2 separate regions of the Zea mays genome follow, and region 2 is linked to region 1. Evidence: chromatin contacts called from public Hi-C data. All regions are on one chromosome and are shown on one strand. Each heading gives the region's core, a stretch centred on a gene start, on an enhancer-like site or on the middle of the called end of the contact. The rest is flanking DNA. Distances are from core to core; before and after follow the strand shown. Region 1 holds the start of LOC100281810 (hexose carrier protein HEX6). Region 2 holds the start of LOC103639802 (L-type lectin-domain containing receptor kinase IX.1).

The links. Hi-C and Micro-C count contacts between places; a contact is called where the count stands out from the background.
Region 2: a Hi-C map of tassel shows a contact between it and region 1, with 2.1 times the contacts expected there. The contact joins the promoter of LOC103639802 here to the promoter of LOC100281810 in region 1. A contact is called at or near these places in 3 of 25 Hi-C or Micro-C datasets (bundle sheath, root tip and tassel).

What each region holds. Positions count from the first base shown.
Region 1 is chr9:22,601,023-22,606,399 of Zm-B73-REFERENCE-NAM-5.0, reverse strand. It overlaps LOC100281810 (hexose carrier protein HEX6), which reads right to left and starts at 2,290. Exons shown (of 2, transcript NM_001353192.1): 1 at 2,108-2,290; 2 at 357-1,976. The coding sequence starts at 2,243. The coding sequence ends at 556. It overlaps LOC100283048 (hydrolase, NUDIX family protein), which reads right to left. Exons shown (of 6, transcript NM_001155950.2): 2 at 5,327-5,377; 3 at 5,055-5,159; 4 at 4,210-4,309; 5 at 3,944-4,036; 6 at 2,963-3,611. The coding sequence ends at 3,346.
Region 2 is chr9:22,768,179-22,773,555 of Zm-B73-REFERENCE-NAM-5.0, reverse strand. LOC103639802 (L-type lectin-domain containing receptor kinase IX.1) reads right to left here and starts at 3,402. Exons shown (of 1, transcript XM_008662509.2): 1 at 823-3,402. The coding sequence starts at 3,250. The coding sequence ends at 1,103.

The sequences.
Region 1 (5,377 bases), core at 1,041-3,540:
ATGATTTGGTTAGGTGAGTTTCGCAAAGTTTAAACTGGTGGATTATATGGTGGTATAGATATAGTTGTCAAACAAGAGACTATAGTTTTAACAATAAGAATCATTCGTTTTTCCCTTTTTTCTAGAATCGAAAGGGGCCGAAATGAAATTGATCACGTATGAATAATCCAAGGATCTGTGAACTGACAGTAGGTAATAGTATAAGCGTTTTGGGAACAGGCCTCCAGCAGGTTCTTGTATATGTGCTGCGGTCTGACATCTTGTAGCTTGGGGCTGCATCTGCAACCTGCCAACCTGCATGGTTATGATGATCCTGCAATTTTCACTTGATGAATGAAGGCTCACAGAACTTGTCTGAATACTGTCTGTTTTCTTTCAAGTCACCTGAGGCCGTCTACTCTAGTTTGCTTGGCCTTCCTCACCTAGCTTCCTCAGGCCTAATCAAAGTTTATATAAGTTAGAGAAGCAATCCAGCTCGCAGGTCGGAATCGTTCCGACCCACCAATCCGACACAAACGAACAAGACCTCATATGGTTCTGTTCGTTGCATCCGCACTATAATTTCCCGCGCGCGCGCTCCTCGTCTATGTCGGGGTCCGACTCCGGCCCCACGACCCTGCTCCAGAACCAGTGCGCGCGCCACACCCCGGCCATCTGCTCGATGGGCACCCCCTTCGTCTCCGGCAGCAGGAGGTACACGAAGGCGGTCATGACGGCGAGCCACACGGCGAAGAAGAAGAAGATGCCGGCCTTCATGTGGCACAGCATGGACAGGAACGCCTGCGCCACGAACACGGTGAACGCGAAGCTCACCGCCACCGTGACGCTCTGCCCGGCGGCGCGCACCTCCAGCGGGAAGATCTCGCTGGGGACCAGCCACCCGAGGGGGCCCCAGGACCAGCCGAACCCGGCCACGTACACGGCGATGAGCAGGATGAGCACCCCCGCCCAGGCCTTCCCCACGCCGCCGCTGTCCCGCAGCTCCGCGGCCATGATGGCGCCGATCAGCACCTGCGACGCCAGCATCTGCGCGCCGCCGGCCAGGAACAGCGTGCGGCGCCCAAAGCGGTCCACGGCGAGCATGGACGCGGAGGTGGAGGCCACGCCCACGACGCCCGTCACCACCGCCGACAGCAGCGACGCGCTCTCGCCCATGCCGATGGTGCGCAGCAGCACCGGCGCGTAGAACGCGATCGCGTTGATCCCCGTCACCTGCTGAAAGAAAGGGATCGCCACCGCCATCACCAGCTGAGGGCGGTACCGCCGCTCCACGAGCAGCCGACGCAGGCCGCCCCCTCCGGCTCCGGCCGCAGACTCACCCGCGGCGACGATGTCGTCCAGCTCGTCGCCCACGTCGACGCCGGCACCGCGGACCTTCTGCAGCAGCCGCGCCACGTCGCGGCGGTCCCTGCCTTGCTGCACCAGGCTGCTGGGCGTCTCCGGGAGGAACAGCGCGCCGAGGGTGAGGAGCCCCGCGGGCACGGCGGCGAGCGCCAGCGACACGCGCCAGCCCCAGCCGCCGCCGATCTTCTCCGTGCCGAAGTTGATCACGTTCGCCGCCAGCGCGCCGACCCCGACGCTGAGCTGGAACCCGTTGCTGAACGCGCCGCGGAGCCGGGCCGGCGCCATCTCCGACAGGTACAGCGGCACGGCCTGGTTGGCGAAGCCGAGCCCGACGCCCAGCAGCACCCGCCCCAGGATCACCATGTAGACGTTCACCGACGCGCCGCCCACGGCCGCGCCCGCCAGGAACGCGGCGCCGCCCAGGACCATGGACGCCCTGCGGCCGCGCCCTGCCGTGACCCGCGACGCCAGGAACGTGGTCAGCAGGCCCGCCACGTACAGCGACGACGTGAAGGCTGTCAGCAGCTGGCTGTCGAACTTGCAGTAGTTGCTCACCCGCGTGTCGCCGCGCATCCGGCGGTACACGTCCGGGAAGAACCTGCGCAGGAACGGCTCCATCGACGACACGCCGCCTGCATGAGCGACAACGCGAGTGCCCGTTGTTCACACGTCAGTCAGTCATCGTGGAACATGGGATGACGGCGGCGACGACCTTGCTGCTACTTGCCGGCTGCCGCGCGCTCGTGGCATCCATTTTTTTTACCTGCGATCCCGATGTCGTAGCCGAAGATGACACCGCCCATGCCGGCGGTCATGCAGGACAGCACAACGAAGGCGGTGATCCTTCCGCCGTAGCGGCGGTCCTGGCCGCCCTCAGCGGCGACGACGCCGACCGCCATGGCTGATCTGATCAGTGATCAGACCAGACTACCAGAGCTGCTTGCTCGCAGTCGCAGTGAAGGGCAAGTGATCTTATCTTGTGGTAGCTGTGGAAGTGTTGGTATAGTAGGTGACTTGTAGCGGTCATGGTTGACTAACCGGATAGGAGATCCGATGTCGACCAATGCGACCATCTCGTCCTTGTTTGGACTTTGGACCACATGAACCATACCTTGATGACTTCCTTGAACAGAGTAGGAAATGGGCAGTGCAGCACAGAGACTGACAGAGGTGCCACTCAGCCGTTGCTATCTGCAAACGATTGGTGTGCTGACTAGTCTCTGCACATGATAATGCAGTACTATATTCTACAGGTTTTGCTGACTAATTGGAGGCTGATGCAGAATTGCAGACTGCCTCGTGTGCTTGTGCACTAGACTAGACAAACCAAGGTATCAGTAGTTTAGTTTTAGTCCTTGCTTGTTGCAACCAGACACGAGACCAACTTTTAGTCCAAGAGAATCTGGGCAGATTACTTGCTGCAACAAACTACCGCGCTCTGAATATTCGACTTCAAAGGCATTGGTTCTGGTGTTCGTGTTTGCTACCATCGCCGGTTTTTCATGTATTCTACATCCACGTAGCGCCGCTTCTACGGACTACACTGCATTTGTGATGTTAAGGTGGCGAAATTGATGTGGGAAACAAGAACAAATTGCCCAAGAGGCCAGGAACATCTGTAGCAATTATCAAACCACATGTGAGAAAAAGAGAGAGAGACAGACAAAGACTCTACTATTGAATCCAGTTATCTGAATACATGTATAAATGCATGAGTACACTGTGTGATGTATATCATTGTTGTATCTATGCAAGTATGCAACATTACGTGTGATACAAAGAGGATCAACATGTAAAAAGGCAATGGATATACATGTCCATTGATGCCAAATCCTCCGGCAAGTCTTCTGTACCCAGTACTCTATTGCTATTTTATTTTATCACAACCGGCAACGGACACACACTATCAGAATTACACTCACGGCAACACAGGTGATCCATGAGCCCGCAGCACAGGGGTCCAGTTCCTGTCATCGTCTGTCTGAACACCAGGGTCCAGGCTTATAGGTTTGAGAATGAACTAGGCAGCTTCGGTGCTCCCTCGAAAGCCCACGACGAGATAAGGTGGTGAGCAATGGCGTAGGGTCCTGGGACAAACATTGGAGCAGGCTCGCCGCTTCCAACTTTGAAGTCGGCAGAGGGGTTCTGCCCTTTCTCAGCGCCCTTGCAGATCTGATCGACCTTGGCAGCGCTTGTTCTCTGGGCTTTCTCGTATTCAGCAAACGTCAACGCTTTCTTGACGTCTTCGCGGTTGTGCCACTGGGCATCTGCATGCATAACAAAAGAATGGCATTTGAGATACAAGTTGAAGCTTTGTGGCCATCCATGCTCTAAAAAGGGTCAGCAAAGTAAGCCCCATTTTCAGGGTGTATAACCTGCACATAATCTTTTGTAAAATATCAAGTTTCATGCATCAACCAGCTTAAGAGTGTTGCCAAAGGGTTGCGCAGTAGACGCATACATCAGCACACTATGTCGTAGCAGAGGAAGAAAATAATAATAGCAAGACCAAACAATTATGTAGGAACAGGAAGAGAAGTTAATGGAATGCAAGTCAAAAGAAACAGCCTTGGATTCCTAATGAAGTGTCAAAAATCACCTTCAAGCTCCTGCTTGTCCACGTTTATCTCCAATGATTTAGCATAAGCAAAGAAGCCCACCATCAGTTGACACGGCATAGTATTTGGCCCAACTGATACAGTACAAGAAGACAGTTTTACGTGCAGAATACATAGCAACTGATAACAAAAGCACTTAAACCACTGTGTAAACACTACTATATTTTGGACATGAAAGTACAATTGTAATCTTCCAGTAGTATTTTCTCTACTGTTTTTCCTCTGAAAACAATGACAAGATAATTACCAGGCCATGGTTGAGAACTGTGATAAACGACTTGCCCAACTTCGATACCAGTTTCCTCCCATGTTTCTCGTCTCACTGCCTCTTCCAGGCTTTCTCCTGGCTACAAACATAACAGATGTAATGTATATAAGCTTGTAATGATGTTTATACTTATAAAGAAGACAGTCATCTTGTTAGCTACAATACAGACAACATGCTAGCTTTGCACTGAGGATAAGCATCCGGTGATATTTAACAAGAAATAAGCTCTCTTTTAGTTTCAGAAAAAGGAATCATTATACATAGGAAAATCAGTAATTTCATGGTTACAGAAGGGATGCTGTTCATTTTGAAAATCAGACCAATCTTTTGAACCCAATACTAGCTATAGCTACTCGGTTAAGATCAAGCGGAACATTTTATGTACATGAAATATTGGATATTTAAAAATCACTCACCATGTGTGGCAGGTCAGACACTCAGTTCTCATGCATATAGAGTTCAGTTGTTTTATACATGAAAGGTTATTTCCCCTTGCAGTTAAAATTAAATTTGAATATTGTAGCCAGCATTATTGATGTGGCAGTGCAAACTTGTTATGAGCTTATCTAACCAGGTCATTCCAGTATGCTGCATTCATTATTTGAACTACTTATCAGTAAAATAGTTGTGTTTTTTAAGATCAAAATCATTTTGTTCTGTTTTTTGGAAACGTGGACAACTGAAATTTACTCTTGATGTTTGTGTCTCCTTCCATCTAACCTCATTCAAAATCAGTTTAAGAAGAAAAAGTGACAATAATAGAGAATTCAATGAAAGACAGAATAATAGAAACATTGATAAGAACATTAAGTAGTTATGTGCACCTCTATGAAACCAGCAAGACAACTCCACATACGAGGCACAAATCTTGACTGGCGGCTTAAGAGTGCCCGATCATTTTCTTTATCAATGACCAACATGATCACAACCTGCAATACCGTGCAGAAGAAAAGAGTGAACACTAAACACCTTGTTGTCAGTTTGAGCATCCCTACAGGATAAGAAATGGTGACAGATAGCACAACTTGTAAACATCTAATCCATATACAGATACTGCACAAAAGAGGGGAACTGAGGAAGAGAGCACAAATGATACCGGATCAATTCTAGGGTATATCCTCTTCTTGCAGGAATCGTTGCTGCACTG
Region 2 (5,377 bases), core at 2,153-4,652, 170 kb before region 1:
ACTGATCGCGAGATTTTTGTGGGTGGATAAGATCGGGGGTCGCGGACTCGGCCCTATAAAAGGAGCCCGACAGCCAGCCTCCAAATCATCCCAGTTTCGCTTTCGCCTCTCTTCATAGCTGAGCCGCTTTTTAGTTCTCTTCGTCCCGACCGTAGAGGTGCATCTGCGATCAGGAGAGCAGGTCTCCGGAACCCTTCGTCTTCTAGATCCTGCACCGGGAGAGGGCGAATAAGGTTTTTGGGAAGCGTCTTCACGCGACTGCTCGTGATCTTCTGACCTCGTCGACCCTGCTGATTTCGCTACTTCGACATCATCGACCCTGCTGATTCCGGCGCGCGTCATCTATCAGTATGTCTAATCAGTACGCATCATCTGATTTGGCTTTTTATTTCAGTTTTTCTGATTTTGTCATGATTTATATTCGAAATTTAATCTGAAATTTGTCTAATTATTCAACAGATGTTTGTCCAGTTTTGACATAAGGAACACTTTTGTTTCTTATATGCTCGCCACTTTACAGGTTGTGATGTTTGTCCAGTTTTGACATAAGGAACACTTTTGTTTCTTATGTGCTCGCCACTTAGACCCTGTTTGTTTCAGATTATAATCTCTCCAGATTATATAATCCAGCGCAAATAATCTAATAGTTAAACAAACACATAGATTATTAGTTCAGATTATATAATCTAAACTCCAGATTATGATAATCTCATAATATTCTCAAGACTAGCTTATTTGAGATTATTTTGGCAAAAGACCCACTACCCATGGTAATGTAAATAAAAATTACAATATATGCCATCCTTCTTTTCGCACCTCAAATAAACAATAAGGGTATTGTTGTCTTTGTGAATAATCTACATTTGTATAATCTAAACTATCAAACAACTACATATAGATTATAATATATCTAGATTATAATCTGGATTATATAATTTAGATTATAATCCAGATTATATAATTTATAAGCTGAAACAAATAGGCCCTTAAACAGGTTGTGATGTTTGTCCAGTTTTCTGAACCAGTATTACATATAGAACACTTTTGAGCATCAACAGTGTCCGTTCTAATGGTATCAGACCCGGTCACGCGCGTTGTCATCTCAGCGGGGAGTCGGGGACGATTCCTGTGGTGCCAACACGGTGCTGGAGCTTGTGGTGCCACTCCCGGAGCTGCCGCTGTCGGTCACGATCGCCATTGCTTCAGACAGGAGACCGTGCGCAGGTGGCACGAACGTCGCGACCGGCATCTTCGCCGGCAGGATGGGCAGCGGCGCCTCGAGCCGCAGCACGTTGACGGCCTGCCTGATGGACGGCCTGAGGCTGCGGTCAGGATGCGCGCACCACAGCGCGGTGACCATGACGCGCTCCACCTCCGACCTGTCGAACTCGCCGCTCAGCCGCGCGTCCGCCGCGTCGACCACCCTGCCGCGGCCGTAGTGTTCCCAGACCCACCGCACCAGGTGCGTGTGCCCCGCCGTGGCTTCTGACCCTTGCTGCGTCTCTCGCAGGACCACGACCGGCCGCCGGCCGCAGGCGGTCTCGAGCGCCACCACTCCGAAGCTGTACACGTCGGACACGGCGCACGCGGTGCCAGTGACCATGCACTCCGGGTCCATGTAGCCCATGGTGCCGGCGAGCGCCGTCGTGTGGGACTCCCGGTCGTGGTCGACCAGCCTCGCCAGCCCGAAGTCGCCGAGCTTGGCGTTGAAGGACGCGTCCAGCACGACGTTGCTCGGCTTGATGTCACGGTGCACCACGCACTGCTCCCAGTCCTGGTGCAGGTACAGGAGCGCGGAGCCGATACCAAGCACGATCTCATGCCTCAGATGCCACGGCAGTACTTTGTCGTGGTTGTGGATATGAGTGTCGAGACTGCCGTTGGGCATGAACTCGTAGACGAGCAAGAGCTCGCCGCCGCCGTGGCACCAGCCGATGAGCTGCACCAGGTTGCGGTGCCTCAGCCGGCTTATGATCCTCACCTCGGAGATGTACTCCTTCCTCCCCTGCTTGGAGCCCTTGGACACCCTTTTTATGGCGACGTGAATGCCCATGTCCTTGAGGTAGCCGTGGTACACCGACCCAAAGCCTCCTTCGCCGAGCTTCTCCTCGTCGGAGAAGAAGCCCGTGGCCATGGCCAGCTCGCGGTAGCGGAACCTCCTCGGCCCTGTCCCTTTCTCAAATTCGTCTTGCAGGGGCTCCTCCTCGTCGTTGTAGTTGTAGTCACCATCAAACGCACGCAGTTCTTGTTCTCTCGCCTTTTGCCTGCGTCGCCGCCGCCGCAGCAGGAGCCAAATCGAGACGCCCGCGGAGACGATGAAGACTGCCGCAGAACTAACTGACACACCGGCCACCAGAGCTGCCGTCGGCGTGCGGTCAGGCAGAGGCGACGTGGTAGTTGATGGCAGCGGCGGTGGCGACGATGCTACTAGTGCCGGCGGCGGAATGGTGATGTCCAGCTTGTCCCCGACCCTGTAAGCCATATAGCAGCTATAGCCCTTGGCGGTGCCGTAGGTGTAGTTGGGGAGCGAGCTCGACAGGCCGGCGAGGAAACTCGTGAGGCATCTGGTGCACTCGCTGGCGTTAAGGTCCCTGGTGCACTGCACCAGCCCGTGCACGGGCACGGCGACCTGCTGGGCGCCGGCTCCCCGCGAGTCCTCCGCCTCCGCGGCGTACGCTTCGCTCCCGTTCGCCAGCCGCAGCGAGGAGACGGCAGCCTCGGCGGCGAGCCGCGCCATCAGCCTCCACCGCGTGGCGTTGAAGGCGGGCACGTCGGCGGCGGCGACGACGGAGTCCTTCTGCCAGACGTAGAACGCGACGTCGACGTCGGCGGCCGAGAAGAAGGGCTGGTCGGAGTAGCGCAGGAGGCAGACCTCGTCGTATAGGGCCTTCATCTCCCGGCCGAACGGGCACGCCTGCTGCACCCCGGCGGCCCCGGCCTCGAGGCAGGGGCGGCACGCGGTCCAGCTGGTGTCCGCGTAGCACATGGCGAGGCCGAACACCGTGCTGGGGTGCTCGCCGGCCGTGTCGACCTGGAAACCGCGGTTGGCGAGGGCGATCGAGGGGAGCTCGCCCATTAGCTTCACTAGGTTGACCTGGTACGGACTGCCGGTGCTGTAGTTTCCCGTCGTGGAGCAGTAAGGGTGGTAAGCCGTGTAGTAGTGCTGGACCTGGCCACACACCACAACTGCAGTAAGGGTGGCAAACGACGACATGACGGTGAAGATAAGGAAGCTCCGATGAAGAGCCATGGCGGCGGCTAATGAGCTAATGTTTGGATACTTGGATGGTCAATAACGTAAATTGCGAGGGCTCTCAAACCACTCCGGATCGCGTCTGATCATCGACGATCAGGTCATAAGTGGGTGATGGGTTTGTTTTTTTTTTTTTTTGGCCTTTTCGTTGGAGCGCAATAATGGGTACTATGTACTGCCGCTTTGGCATCTTGAACGTGTCAAAAGAAGAAATCACGCAGTTTACAATGTGAATTGGCTAATGTTCAGTAGACATGTTTTCTCGGTCCATTATTACCGGTTACTACTTCGAAAGTAGCAGTAAAACAACCTTTTATCATCGGTTGTTAACTTAAAAAATCTAAAAATGATTGATGGCCCTTAATTAAAAACCAACATTGAAGATCTATATCATTGTCGACTCAAGTTATGGGTTTAATATTATATAGTCTACCACCACACATGTTTTCCGCAATGATAATTATACAGTGCAAAATGTCACGACTTCTTTCATTCGTCCCATTATGACAACACTCATTCATGCCTCCTTTTTGGCATCAAGGGGCTGCAATGTTCTACTGATAACCCGCCATGACCATCGGACCACGTAGATTTTCTGGTCTACTTGGACTTAGCTGCTTTCGATCTAGGGTCTGTTTGGTTCGTGGCTAATTGTACCACATTTTGTCCAAGTTTAGTCATTCTAATTGAATAATCAACCTTAGACAGAAAAATTAAATAAAGTGTGACAAGTTAGACACCGAACCAAACAACCCTCTAGTACTTAGCCGGTGGCGCCGCCCAGGTTCTTTTTACTTTCGGGTTCCGGACGTTTTTTTTTTGCACCGGTCCTTTTTCTTCTTTTTTTTTTGGTTGTAATCATGTTGGCATCTTATGAATACAAAAGATACACAGCTCTCTCCTGTGTCTGTGTATTCGTGAAAAAAAAAGCAGTTAGTGCAAGGTTCAGCCAACCCCGTGCACCCATCTTCCATCAGCCTGGCTTAGGGCCTGTTTGTTTACCCCAATGGATTATATAATCTGGATTATTTTTGGAGGATTATATAATCTGGATTATATAATTTGGATTATATAATCTGAGTAGTCATGTTTGTTTACCCAGATTATCTGGCGTGTTTCTGTTGGGCGACGGGCTTCTCCGATCCGATAGGCGCAAAAACGATTCGGTAGATTATAATGGCAATGGTGGGTAATTTCTAGGAAACTTGAAAGGGTAGTGGGGAAGTGGGAAAAAAATAATCTGAAATAAGCACCTCCTCACTTGCTTATGGATTATCATAATTCAAGAGGTTAGATTATATAATCTGGGCAAATAAGCTAGACTGTTTGTTTGCCTCTTAGGATTATTTAATACAGATTATATAATCTGGGGGGTAAACAAACAGGCCCTTAATTTGGAGTCCTCTGCGAGAATATTGGATCTTGCTGCCAGTGCGTGCCGCATGTATGTACTCTGACCAGTTCAGCCACCCCCACCCATCTTCCATCAGCCTGGCTGTCCTGCAGGCCGCGGCGCGGCGCGGATGGATCGGCGGAGCGACCGAGCGAGTGCCTGCGCCTTTGAGCAGCTTGCTGTTCGGTGTCTTCGTCCGGTCGGGAGCTGATCCCTATGCAGCGCCTGTACACGCACGCACAGCAGAGAGAGAGAGAGACCGACCGATCGCGGCTCATCGACAACAGAAAAAAATTTGCAGTCCCTCGTAAAGAAAAAGGAGGATTGACCCCATTTGCAGGTCTATTAGATAACGTTTTAGTTGTGTTATTGTTACTACAGGTAGGATCAATTATTTTTTTGCGAGCGACTATAAACATTCTGGTTTACAATCGGGGTGTACCAAATTTTTTTCCTCCACAAATGGCGGCTGCACGCGCATCGGGACATGCATGCTGTGGCTTCGCTCGGGGCGCGCGAGCGGCAACCAGCACAGCACAGGCTTGGGCCGGCGCTTTGGCGCAAGCGAGACCGTCGCGGGCCGCGTAACCAAGAGCAGAGCAAAGCAGCAGGCAGAGTGTATATGGGCCGGCCTGAGCGGGCGACGATATAGTGGTCGAATCAGCGCACGCACGCAGTAGCGAGGACACAGAGAGAGAAAGAGCTTGGAGAATTGGGTGGGGGAGGGGATG